Linked DNA regions of Sus scrofa: all the other regions are linked to region 3. A link is a contact called in public Hi-C and promoter capture Hi-C data. All regions are on one chromosome and are shown on one strand. The core of a region is the stretch at or near the end of the contact, and the rest is flanking DNA. Distances in the headings are between cores, read along the strand shown. Region 1 holds the start of ZNF165 (zinc finger protein 165). Region 2 holds the start of LOC100739480 (zinc finger protein 260-like). Region 3 holds the start of ZSCAN31 (zinc finger and SCAN domain-containing protein 31).

What was found. Promoter capture Hi-C pulls out the DNA fragments that hold promoters and counts their contacts. Hi-C and Micro-C count contacts between places; a contact is called where the count stands out from the background.
Region 1: a promoter capture Hi-C map of liver shows a contact between it and region 3, with 5 times the contacts expected there. The contact joins the promoter of ZNF165 here to the promoter of ZSCAN31 in region 3. A contact is called at or near these places in 1 of 5 promoter capture datasets (liver) and 2 of 47 Hi-C or Micro-C datasets (embryonic fibroblasts and skeletal muscle).
Region 2: a contact with region 3 is called in a Hi-C map of embryonic fibroblasts, with 2.4 times the contacts expected there. The contact joins the promoter of LOC100739480 here to the promoter of ZSCAN31 in region 3. A contact is called at or near these places in 4 of 47 Hi-C or Micro-C datasets (embryonic fibroblasts, heart right ventricle and liver) and 1 of 2 datasets of contacts at active chromatin or transcription factors (alveolar macrophages).

What each region holds. Positions count from the first base shown.
Region 1 is chr7:21,934,298-21,937,603 of Sscrofa11.1, reverse strand. ZNF165 (zinc finger protein 165) reads right to left here and starts at 1,452. Exons shown (of 4, transcript XM_005665673.3): 1 at 1,357-1,452.
Region 2 is chr7:22,044,079-22,047,410 of Sscrofa11.1, reverse strand. It overlaps LOC100739480 (zinc finger protein 260-like), which reads right to left and starts at 1,532. Exons shown (of 4, transcript XM_013977522.2): 1 at 1,436-1,532; 2 at 228-683. The coding sequence starts at 638.
Region 3 is chr7:22,180,172-22,183,830 of Sscrofa11.1, reverse strand. ZSCAN31 (zinc finger and SCAN domain-containing protein 31) reads left to right here and starts at 2,047. Exons shown (of 4, transcript XM_005665677.3): 1 at 2,047-2,720.

The DNA.
Region 1 (3,306 bases), core at 203-2,702, 250 kb after region 3:
AACTCGACTAGAATCCATGAGGATGCTAGGTTCCATCCTTGGCCTCCCTCAGTGGGTTAAGGAGCTGGCGATGTGGTGAGCTGTGGTATAGGTCACAGTTGTGGCTCAGATCCTGTGTTGCTGTGGCTGGGGTGTAGGTGGGCAGCTGTAGCTCCCATTTAACCCCTAGCCTGGGAAATTTCCATATGCTGAGGGTTAGGCCCTAAAAAGGCAAAAAAAAAAAAAAAAAAAAAAATTCATGCTAAGTAACTGATTCTACATGTCATCTCCTCAGATAGCTGAAAGTTCTGTCTCCAGGTGTCTAATCACTTCTCATCCACTTAAAACAGTTCAAAACTCTAGATAAAACTATTTGTTCTCAAGATAATTTGATTTGATATATTTTCCCTAAAGCCAGGTGTCAAATGTCTTACTAACCTCAAGATAATAAATATTTATGGAGAATCCAATGCTTTACGACCATCGGGTTGGAGAAGAGTTACCAAAAAACGTAAGCAGGATGTAAACAAATGCTATTCCAACAGACAGTAAGGAGTAATTAGTTACATTGGGAAAGGTGGAAGTTCGGAAAAGTGTAGGGTTCTGGTTGGAGGAGTAGGTCCCCGGAGTTTATGTTGGGATAGAGAGGAAGAGGAAGAGTTTTGTTGGAGGAGGGATAGGAGTTAGGGGAAATCCAAAAGGTCACAGAGTAGAGGAGGGAATTCAAAGTACTTGCTGAGAAAGGCTCCCACAGCACCTTGTCTTTCTCATATTGAGGCACTTTCCAGTCTTACAACTACCTGCTGTGATGTCCTGTTTTGAACTCTAGAAAGAGGGCAGGGGTTCAGTACAGGTTTCACGGCATCCCCGGTACACAAGAAATAACTCATTAAATATTTACTGTGTGAGGAAATTTCACGAGGATGCCGGGCTGACCGACCCTACTTTTCCTACTCAAAGGCGGGTTACTTCTCCCATGAAAAGCAGGAGTCGGGGACAGACCCTGGGGCAGTTTCTTCTGAAACAGAAATCCCCCTTCCCCTTCCGTCTCGACTGGGTCAATCCACTTCTCTTACCAGTTACCCTGGAATCGGAGAACCAAACAGCTCGCCGCCCCCCAAACCACGCCCCGCAGCCCTCAACGATGACGTCACGCGCGGCGGGGGTAACCATGGAAACCTTCATTTCCCTCCCGAAATAGGCGGGCGAGAAAGCTCTCCCAAGGCCAACCCTAGTTCCACCTTTCCTTGGGATTCCTCTGAGGTCTCGGGTCCAGAGCGCCACGGGGCTGCTGCATTTCCGAAGGGAACATGATAGGGACTGGGTGTTTGGAGGGGACAAAGGGCCAGACACCTGGGTCCCCGGACCCGGACTCACCTCTCCCGCAGGGCTGGTTCCGATCGGACACTTCCGGTGGAAGGACGGCGCTGCACTGTCTCTCAAGGCTTCCTTCCACGGAGACTTTTGAGGCTGCGCAGTAGGAGACTGGCGGGTTTTGGACTGCGATTCCCAGAAGTCTTCGGGTTTCCTCAGGCGCTCGGACTCCATTTCCCGGGTATTTTCGTCCCGGTCTTAAAGTTCTCAGAGTTTTTTATGGTAGTAGTAAACTTTTCTCTACCGCTCCCATGTGGCCTCGTCCTTGACTTCAGTCTAAGGTGGTGAAATGGAAACCCATGCAGGGGGATGCAGTTCAGACTTCACTTTTGGACTCCAGGAGGCTTTTTTCCCTCGAACCCTTGATTTATCCTCCAACCCAGGTGGAACGCAGATATACACAGTAGGATTAACTGTAACGCCTGGCTCAAGACTTCTATTCATGACCCGAAAGTGTGAACATTCTCGAATCCGTTACCAAATCTTTAAGAACTAGAACATTGACAATAACTTAACCATTACTACAACTCCTTCTCTTGTCTCCCTCCGTATCTCCTATAATCTGAGGTAACCACTATTAAAAATTTTCTGTTCCCTTGTTAAAAAGATAGTTCTGTTTGGTATATACTTAAGGTCAAACAACATATGCTTTTAATTTTAGTTGTTTCTCACTAAAAGGCATCGTGTCATTGGTAATTGATATTTGCTTCTTTACACTCAGCAATTTGTTACCAAGATTTATCGAAATTGTTGAGTTAAAATTAACTTTCATTACTGTGTAACGTTGCAGTTGTGACTATAACATCGTGTTCATCCATTCTTCTAAAGACAGGCTGATACGCTGTTGTCTCTCTTCTGAACTAAAATAACCTGTTAAGTGAGGCCTCTGCTTCTACCTGTATCCTCCACAGTCCGGTCTCAATTAGAACATTTGGAGTGATACTGTTTTTGTTTTATAAATCAGAATATCATTTTTTTTCTTATGTGGATCTTCTACTATCATCTCATTTATTTATTTAACAATTCTTTTTAATTGAGATATAGTTGATGTGCAATATTATATAGGTTTCGAGTGTACAACATAGTTATTCACAATTTTAAAGGTTGTACTCCATTTACAATATTGGCTGTATTCCCTGTGCTGAACCATATATACTTGTAGCTTATTTATTTATTTTTGGCCACGTTGTAGGCATGCGGAAGGACTGGAGCTTGTATCACAGCAGTGACCCAAGCCACAGCAGTGACAACACCGAATCCTTAACCCTCTAGGTCATGAAGGAATTCCATCTTATTTATTTTACATACAGTAGTTTGGACCTCTTAATCCTCTTCTCATAACTGGCCCCTCCCCACTTCCCTGTTTCCACTGGTAACCACTAGTTTGTTCTCTATATCTGTAAGTCTTTTTTTTTTTTTTTGGTTATATTCACTAGTGTGTTTTATTTAGATTATCATTTAGATAAATGATATTATACAGTACTTGTCTTTTTCTTTTCTTTTTTTTTTTGTCTTTTAGGGCCAGATCCATGGCCTATGGAAACTCCCAGGCTAGGGGTCCAGTTGCAGCTGTAGCCACCAGCCTACACCACAGCCACTGCAACACCAGATCTGAGCTGTACTGCCACCTACACCATAGCTCATGGCAACGCCGGATTATTAACCCACTGAGTGAGGCCAAGGATTGAACCTGCACCCTCATGGATGCTAGTTGGGTTTTTTAGCCACTGAGCCATGACTGGAACTCTGGTATTTGTCTTTTTCTGTTTGACTTATTTTACTAAGTATTATCCCCTCCAAGTCCATCCATGTTGTTATAAATGGCAAAATTTCCTTCCTTTTTATGACTGAGGGGTATTCCTGTGTGTGTGTTTGTGTGTGTGTGTGTGTGTGTGTGTGTGTGTGTGTGTATGTCTCACATATTCTTTATCCATTCGTCTGTTTGTTTTTTTT
Region 2 (3,332 bases), core at 283-2,782, 140 kb after region 3:
AAAGTAAGAAACACAATGTTTATAGAATGACTTCAGTATCTTTACCCATCACCCCTGAATCTGCTGTTTCCCACCCTTTCCCACCTTACAGGACTGCCTTAGCAAGAAGCTTGGTTCCCTGCTGAATGCTGGATTTTCCCACTGTTCTCTCAGAGCCTCCACATTTGAGAAAATTTTGCTCCCAGGTTCCCCACAATCACATCTGACTAGTCTTTTCCTATATATACATTTCTCTTTCGTTCCAGGTTCTCCAGCAAGGTCACTGCCTCCTCCCCACTCTCTGGATGATGTTCCTGCATCCAGGCCTGGAGCTCTGGAGGCAGAATGGACAGGAACTGCTCCAGCACCAGCAGGTCTAGTATCTGCTCCTTGGTATGTGTCTCTGGTCGGAGCCAGTGATGGCAGAGCTCCTGGAGCCGGCTCAGGGCCAGACGGGGTCCAGGAGAATCCTGGTAACAGAAGTGTCTAAACTGCTGCCTGAAGATCTCCCAGGTAGGAGGCTGGTTCCCTGGAAGGCTGAGACCCTGATTCCTGGGGTGGTCCTCCTCCAACTTCACTTTCGCCATCACAGGCCCCTGTTGACCCCATGGGGCTTGGAACAGAGGGCCAGCAAACTTTCTTGTGTCCACTGCCATCATGCCTGGCTTCTGTTGGAGCTTCAGCTGGAGGTTTCTGAGGGTGCCCTGGGGAATAAGAATGAAGTGATAAGGGGATACATGGCATTCACTTTGAAAAACCCACGCCAAGAAAGAAGATCTGAAACCAGGGTAACTAATCTTATTCATTCATTAAACCCACAAATATTTATTAGAAACTGTTCTAGGTGTCTGAAATGCATTAGTGAAGAAAGATCTCTGCTATCGTGGAATGTCCATTCCAGTTGCAGCAATCAACAGTTATGAAAAGTGTGCAGTGTGTTACGGAGATATGTAAAAATATAGAATTGCCGGCAATGCAGACTTGTTTATTGGCAGAAGACTCCTCCAAATCCATCATTAAATATGTTATTTATTTAGAGGCCCCTAGCTTAAAGCAAAAATTTCAGCTTATCACTTGCCAAGAGTTTTTTTTCATACTTGAATTCATAAGCCCAACCTGTGGGAATGGAAAAGGTACGAATCGTTTTTGTTCTAAAGTGGCAAAACGGAAAGCGAAATCCCACTTCGCTTCACACAACGTTGGCTGCGCAGGTCTCGTGAGAGCATCGGAGGCCGGTTCCCAAGAAGAGGATCCCCAATCCAGGCACAGGGTCCTGTCAAGGATCCCTTGCAGCCTTCAAGACAGACGCCTGCTCCCAGCCACACAGCCCCGAGCCTCTCGAGGAACCGAGCATCCCCCAGCCGGAACCAAGGCTGGTCCAGCTTCTCCGCGCACCTCAGCATCCCCTAGCAGGGCCGAACAGGACCGAAGCGTTCGGACGCAGGGGAACACTCACCCGCAAGGGGATCAGGAACAGTGTTCCCGGAAACGGACGCGGAGCGCGCGCTCCACTTCCGGCGTCTCCTGAAGGTCACGCCCCCCCAGCGCGCGCCCGCACCCTGTCTCTGCCCACTTGCTGGGGATGTCAGGGTGACCTCGCCCGGCCCTTTCCGTAGTTATTCAATTCGAGCGGTTCAGGAAAAAGGAGGTGGAAGCAGCAACGCTGCGGTGACCGGTAACCGTGAACCCAGTTTCTGGATCTCTGAAATTAACAAGAAGAGTTTCGGATTCTCCCCTCTCGTGAGCCCGGCAGAACCTCTTAACTGAATTAATGTATGGGAAGAGTGCTTAATGACAATAGATTAAAAAATGATTGGTAGGCCGTTGGCGATCAGCATCGTTAATCTGTTTGTCCCCCCTCTGCCCGTCTCCTGGATGCTTTCATACGTCCTAAAACCCACTGCCTCTCAGGAAGGAAAACCATAGCTAGACTTTAGGGTCTCGTGAATATATTGAAACAAAGAAGAAACACTGAGAAAACAGAGATGGTAAAGAAATAAGTAAGATATGGAAGCTGTTAAGGCGAAAAGCTTGGGCCAGAATGCAGTGAAATTTGAGAGAATGCATGATCCTAAGAGCAGAAGAGGATGGAGGTTTTACTGAGTAGGGTTGCAAGAGAGGACTCTAAGAGTAGGTGAGCTCACTGCTCAGAGGGAAGTTCCTTAGTGAGTTGCTGCTTTAGTCAGTCAGCATCACAGGATTGGGAATAATAAAGGGAGTGACACACAAAAAGGAGAGGCAGTCAGTCAGATGAATCAACATGTAAAGTGAGGTGCTGGAATTTTGACAAACCAGCCAGAACTTTAAAAAGTTGGCTCTGTCCCACTGTGTAGAGATCATGGGGCATCTGGAACAGATTCCTCCTGGCACAGGAAAGCAAGACTCAGAATATTGGTCCTATGGGAACAATGTCCCTCACTTTGGAGATTCTCTCTCTCTCTCTTTTTTTTTTTTTTTGCTTTTTTTTTTTAGGGCCACATTCGTGGTATATGGAGATTCCCAGGCTAAGGATCCAATTGGAGCTGCAGCTGCTGGCCTACCCCACAACCACAGCCACAGCCAGATCCGAGCCTCGTCTGGGACCTACACCACAGCTCACAGCAACGCTAGATCCTTAACCCACCAAGTGAGGCCAAGGATCGAACCCGAAACCTCATGGCTCCTAGTCAGATTTGTTTATGCTGCGCCATGATGGGAACTCCAGGAGTTTCTCTTGTGCTGAGGCAGACACTCCCTGCCCTTCACAGTGCAGGACTGACTGTCTTAATCTAGTTCTTTCTCAATTCCTTCTCCCTTTCTCTCAGTTCGTGATGCCTCAGAGAAAATTAAAAATCCCTTCACTTAGAAAGAGGAGGAAAGACACCAGCGATATTGAAGGGATTATTACTGAATGGAAAAGGAGAAACAAGCTATTTTGGAAGCACCTGGAATGAGCTTACTGGTCAAATCTTAGAAAGCCATGGTTGAAGATCCTGTTTCAAGGCAAACACCTAGAATGACACCAGGCAGCAACCATGGCTTTCTGAGACTGGCAAAGTGACCACTCCTCACATGTGTAGGAACAGGGGCTTTGGAACTCCAAACACAAGACCCTCAGTTCACAGAAGCCTGGGCACCCTGGAGGATGTGGAGAGCTGATGATATAGGGCAGATTCTGGAGCAAAACCAACCCTGCCTTGTAAACATTTCTTCCTTCACGTTTCTTCTCTTCCCCATCCACAGTGGCTAAACATCTGTCAAACTGTACTTACTAGAGATTACATATATTGTTTTAAATGAGTGAAATCAGATAGTAGAGGATAGTGGTTAACAGTTTATAATTTGGTGTCACCAATTCGGGTTCCTCTGCTGCT
Region 3 (3,659 bases), core at 798-3,297:
GGCTCTGGTGTAGGCCAGTGGCTGCAGCTCCGATTGGACCCCTAGCCTGGGAACCTCCATGTGCCGCGGGAGCGGCCCAAGAAAAGGCAAAAAAAAAAAAAAACCAAAAAAACAACCAGTACACCAGAAGCAAAGGGGAACACACACAGTAAAGGTATCACTTCTGCCTACATTGATTTATAGGCTTAGTATAGATCCTATCAAAATCCAAGCAAGATTTTGTTTGAAGATATACATAAACTTCTAAAATTTATATGGAAAGGCAAATGATCTAGAATAACCAATTTTTTTTTTTTTTTTGTCTTTTTGTCTTTTTGGCTATTTCTTGGGCCACTCCCACGGCATATGGAGGTTCCCAGGCTAGGGGTGGAATCAGAGCTGCAGCCACCGACCTACGCCAGAGCCACAGCAATGCGGGATCCGAGCCGAGTCTGCAACCTACACCACAGCTCACGGCAACGCCGGATCGTTAAGCCACTGAGCAAGGCCAGGGATCGAACCCGCAATCACACGGTTCCTAGTTGGATTCGTTAACCACTGTGCCACGACGGGAACTTCTAGAATAACTAAATTTAGTAAAAGAAAAAAATGGGAGGAATCGCTATGCCTGATGTTAAGGCTTTACTGCAGTGGTCAAGAGTGTGGTATTGTGGACATATAGTTCAATGGAACAGGTTAGAGAACTTGTAAGTAGATCCACACAAAAATGCCTAACTGGTTCGTCACAAAGGTACAGAAGCAACTGGATGGAGGAGGAGTAGCCTTTCCAGAAAACGGTGCTGGTGCAATTGGACATCCATAGGCAAGAAAAAAAAACAAAAACCAAAAGCAATTCAGGAGTTCCCGTAGTGGCGCAGTGGTTAACGAATCCGACTAGGAACCATGAGGTTGCGGGTTCGGTCCCTGCCCTTGCTCAGTGGGTTAATGATCCGGCATTGCCGTGAGCTGAGGTGTAGGTTGCAGACGCGGCTCGGATCCTGCGTTGCTGTGGCTCTGGCGTAGGCCAGTGGCTACAGCTCCGATTCAACCCCTAGCCTGGGAACCTCCATATGCCGCGGGAGCGGCCCAAGAAATAGCAAAAAAAGACTAAAATAAAATAAAAACAATTCAGCTGAACCACAATTATTTTTCTAACTTTCATGTTTACCATATTTGTAAGACTTTAATTTTGTTCATACGTGATTTTCCATTCTAAATCTCCGTTTTTATACTTATGCTTCACCCAAATTATATATACTAGGTATTGCACTATGTATATTTGTCCTTTAAGCTTAGTGTAAGGGTCAAGACCTATTTCCCTAAAGGAAACCCTTGGCTCAAAGAATGCATTCAAAAAGAATTTGTTGGAGTTCCTGCTGTGCCGCAGTGGATTAAGAATCCTACTGCAGCATTTCAGGTCATTAAGGAGGTGTGGGTTGATTCCCAGCCCAGCATTGCCAAAGCTGAGACAAAGGTTGCAGATTCAATCCCTAGCCTGAACTTCCATATGCCACAGGTGCAGACTTTAAAAGGAAAAAAAAAGTTAATTTTTTTAAATTAATGGATTTTTAAAAATGCAACTTAACATATATTATCTAGCCCGTTCTCTTCATTACTATGGCTACTACCTGGATTAAGATCCTTACTGTATCTACCCTGGATTCTTGCAGTTTTCCCCTAACTGGTCAACCGGCCTGTAATTTCAAATCCTTGCTGTCTACCCTTCATACTGCTACCTTGGTAACATTTCTAAGGGCAAATCTGATTTTATCTGCCCAAGAATAGTAATTACTGGCATATGTTCCCTTTTCCAGCCATCGTGATCTACCCAGTTTTCTGGATAACTCCTAGAGTTTACTGTTCTGCTCTTTTTTTTTTTTTTTTTTTGGCTTCTCAGGGCTGCACCCGTGGCATATGGAGGTTCCCAGGCTAGGGGTCTAATCGGAGCCACAGCTGCTGGTGTACCTCACAGCAACACAGGATCCAAGCCGCATCTGCGGCCTATATACCACATCTCATGGAAATGCCCGATCCTTAACCCACTGAGTGAGTCAGGGATCGAACCTGCAACCTCATGGTTCCTAGTTGGATTCGTTTCTGCTGCACCACTACAGGAACTCCTAATAACATTTATTTTATAAAATACCTTTTTACTATGGTCCAGGGACTGTCGTAATGGATTTACAAACATTTGCTTCATTTTACTTTATTTCATTTCACATACAAATCAGCTTTATGTAATTACCATTTTGTGTGCCCCTGTCTCCTTCTTGATTACGATTCCAGCAAATAGAGGTTGAGCGTTAAAAACATACACTAAACTACCATCTTTCCTTTGTGGTGTCAAAGGGCTCGGAGTTAGAGGAGAGCCTCAGGAAAGAATGGGCGCCAAGTACCATAACTAGAGTAACTGAAGCCCTTTCCGCCCCTAACGTTTTGTGTTGCTGTGTCCGTCTAACTCCCAGATGCTGGGAGCCACTCGACACAGAAATCTCGCTGCGTTTTCCCTCCTCGCCCCCATCAGCCTGGATTTCTGGCTTCGAGCTTTGAAACTAGGTAGTCACCGAGTGCAGTAACCTCCGGAGCTGCTAGGGGGTGCTAGCACGCTCCTAGCAAGAAAGGGCTGCTCCACTTCCGCGAAGAGGCTCCCAACGCTGACGCACTTCCGGCCTTTGTGGTTTATCGGCTGTACGTGCGCGGCAGTCCGCGCCGCGGATCTGAAGCTTCCCTGGACCCTGAAGGTAAGTCTCAGGCTCGTTGTTCCGACCCGCCCGACCCCAGAGACTGCAGGAGGCAGGGAGGGCATGTCTGCACGGGAGTGACCCCCGCCATTCTCTCGCCGTTGCCTGGTCACAGGGCTGAGGCCCCAGAGAAATAGAAGGAGGTCCCACCCCTGCCCCCCGCCAACGTCGTAGGAAAGACCCCTGGAAGGGGCGGAGCCTTGTAGCTGGACTGGATGAGGAGAGGAGGGTCTCGGTCCCTGTCAAAAGCCCAACTGCCTATATACCTATCGTATTATTTAACAAATGTTAACATTATACAGTATCACATCTAATTTTTCTTTATTTAAAAGTAAATTACAAGCATCATGACTTAGCACCCCTAAATAGTTTCATATGTGCATTTCTAAAAACTGAGGGCATTTTACGTACACAAATCATAACTCCAACACATCCAAATAAAGGTAAACGCATTTCCTAATATTACATAACACCTGCTTAATATTCAAATTTCCCCTCGTCCTACAAGTGTTTTTTTGCAATTGGTATGTACCAACTAGGATCCAGTTAAAGACCATTCGTTGCAAGTAGTTAGTCTCTTAACTTAAAACAGCCCTATCCTGGAGTTCCCGCTGTGGCGCAGTGAGTTACTTATCTGGCTTGTCTCTGTGAAGGAACGGCTGGCGCTGACGGTTAGTTGCTGCAGCTGGGTCGTAGGTCTGCGGGGTATGAAACTTACATATGGCCGCCGTGGGTGCAGCCAAAAAAGAAAAAAGTTCTATCTTTCCCCTCTCTTCGCATCTTATTGCCTGGCTGACTTGCTAGTCCTCCTGTAAAGTATCTCCATTTCTGGATTTGTCCGTTTCCTCATGGTATTTAAATTATTCCTCTTTTTTTTTTGGAATTTATGATTTTCATTATCTCTTCCTTATTTGCTAACATGCTGAAGCCAGTAGAAAA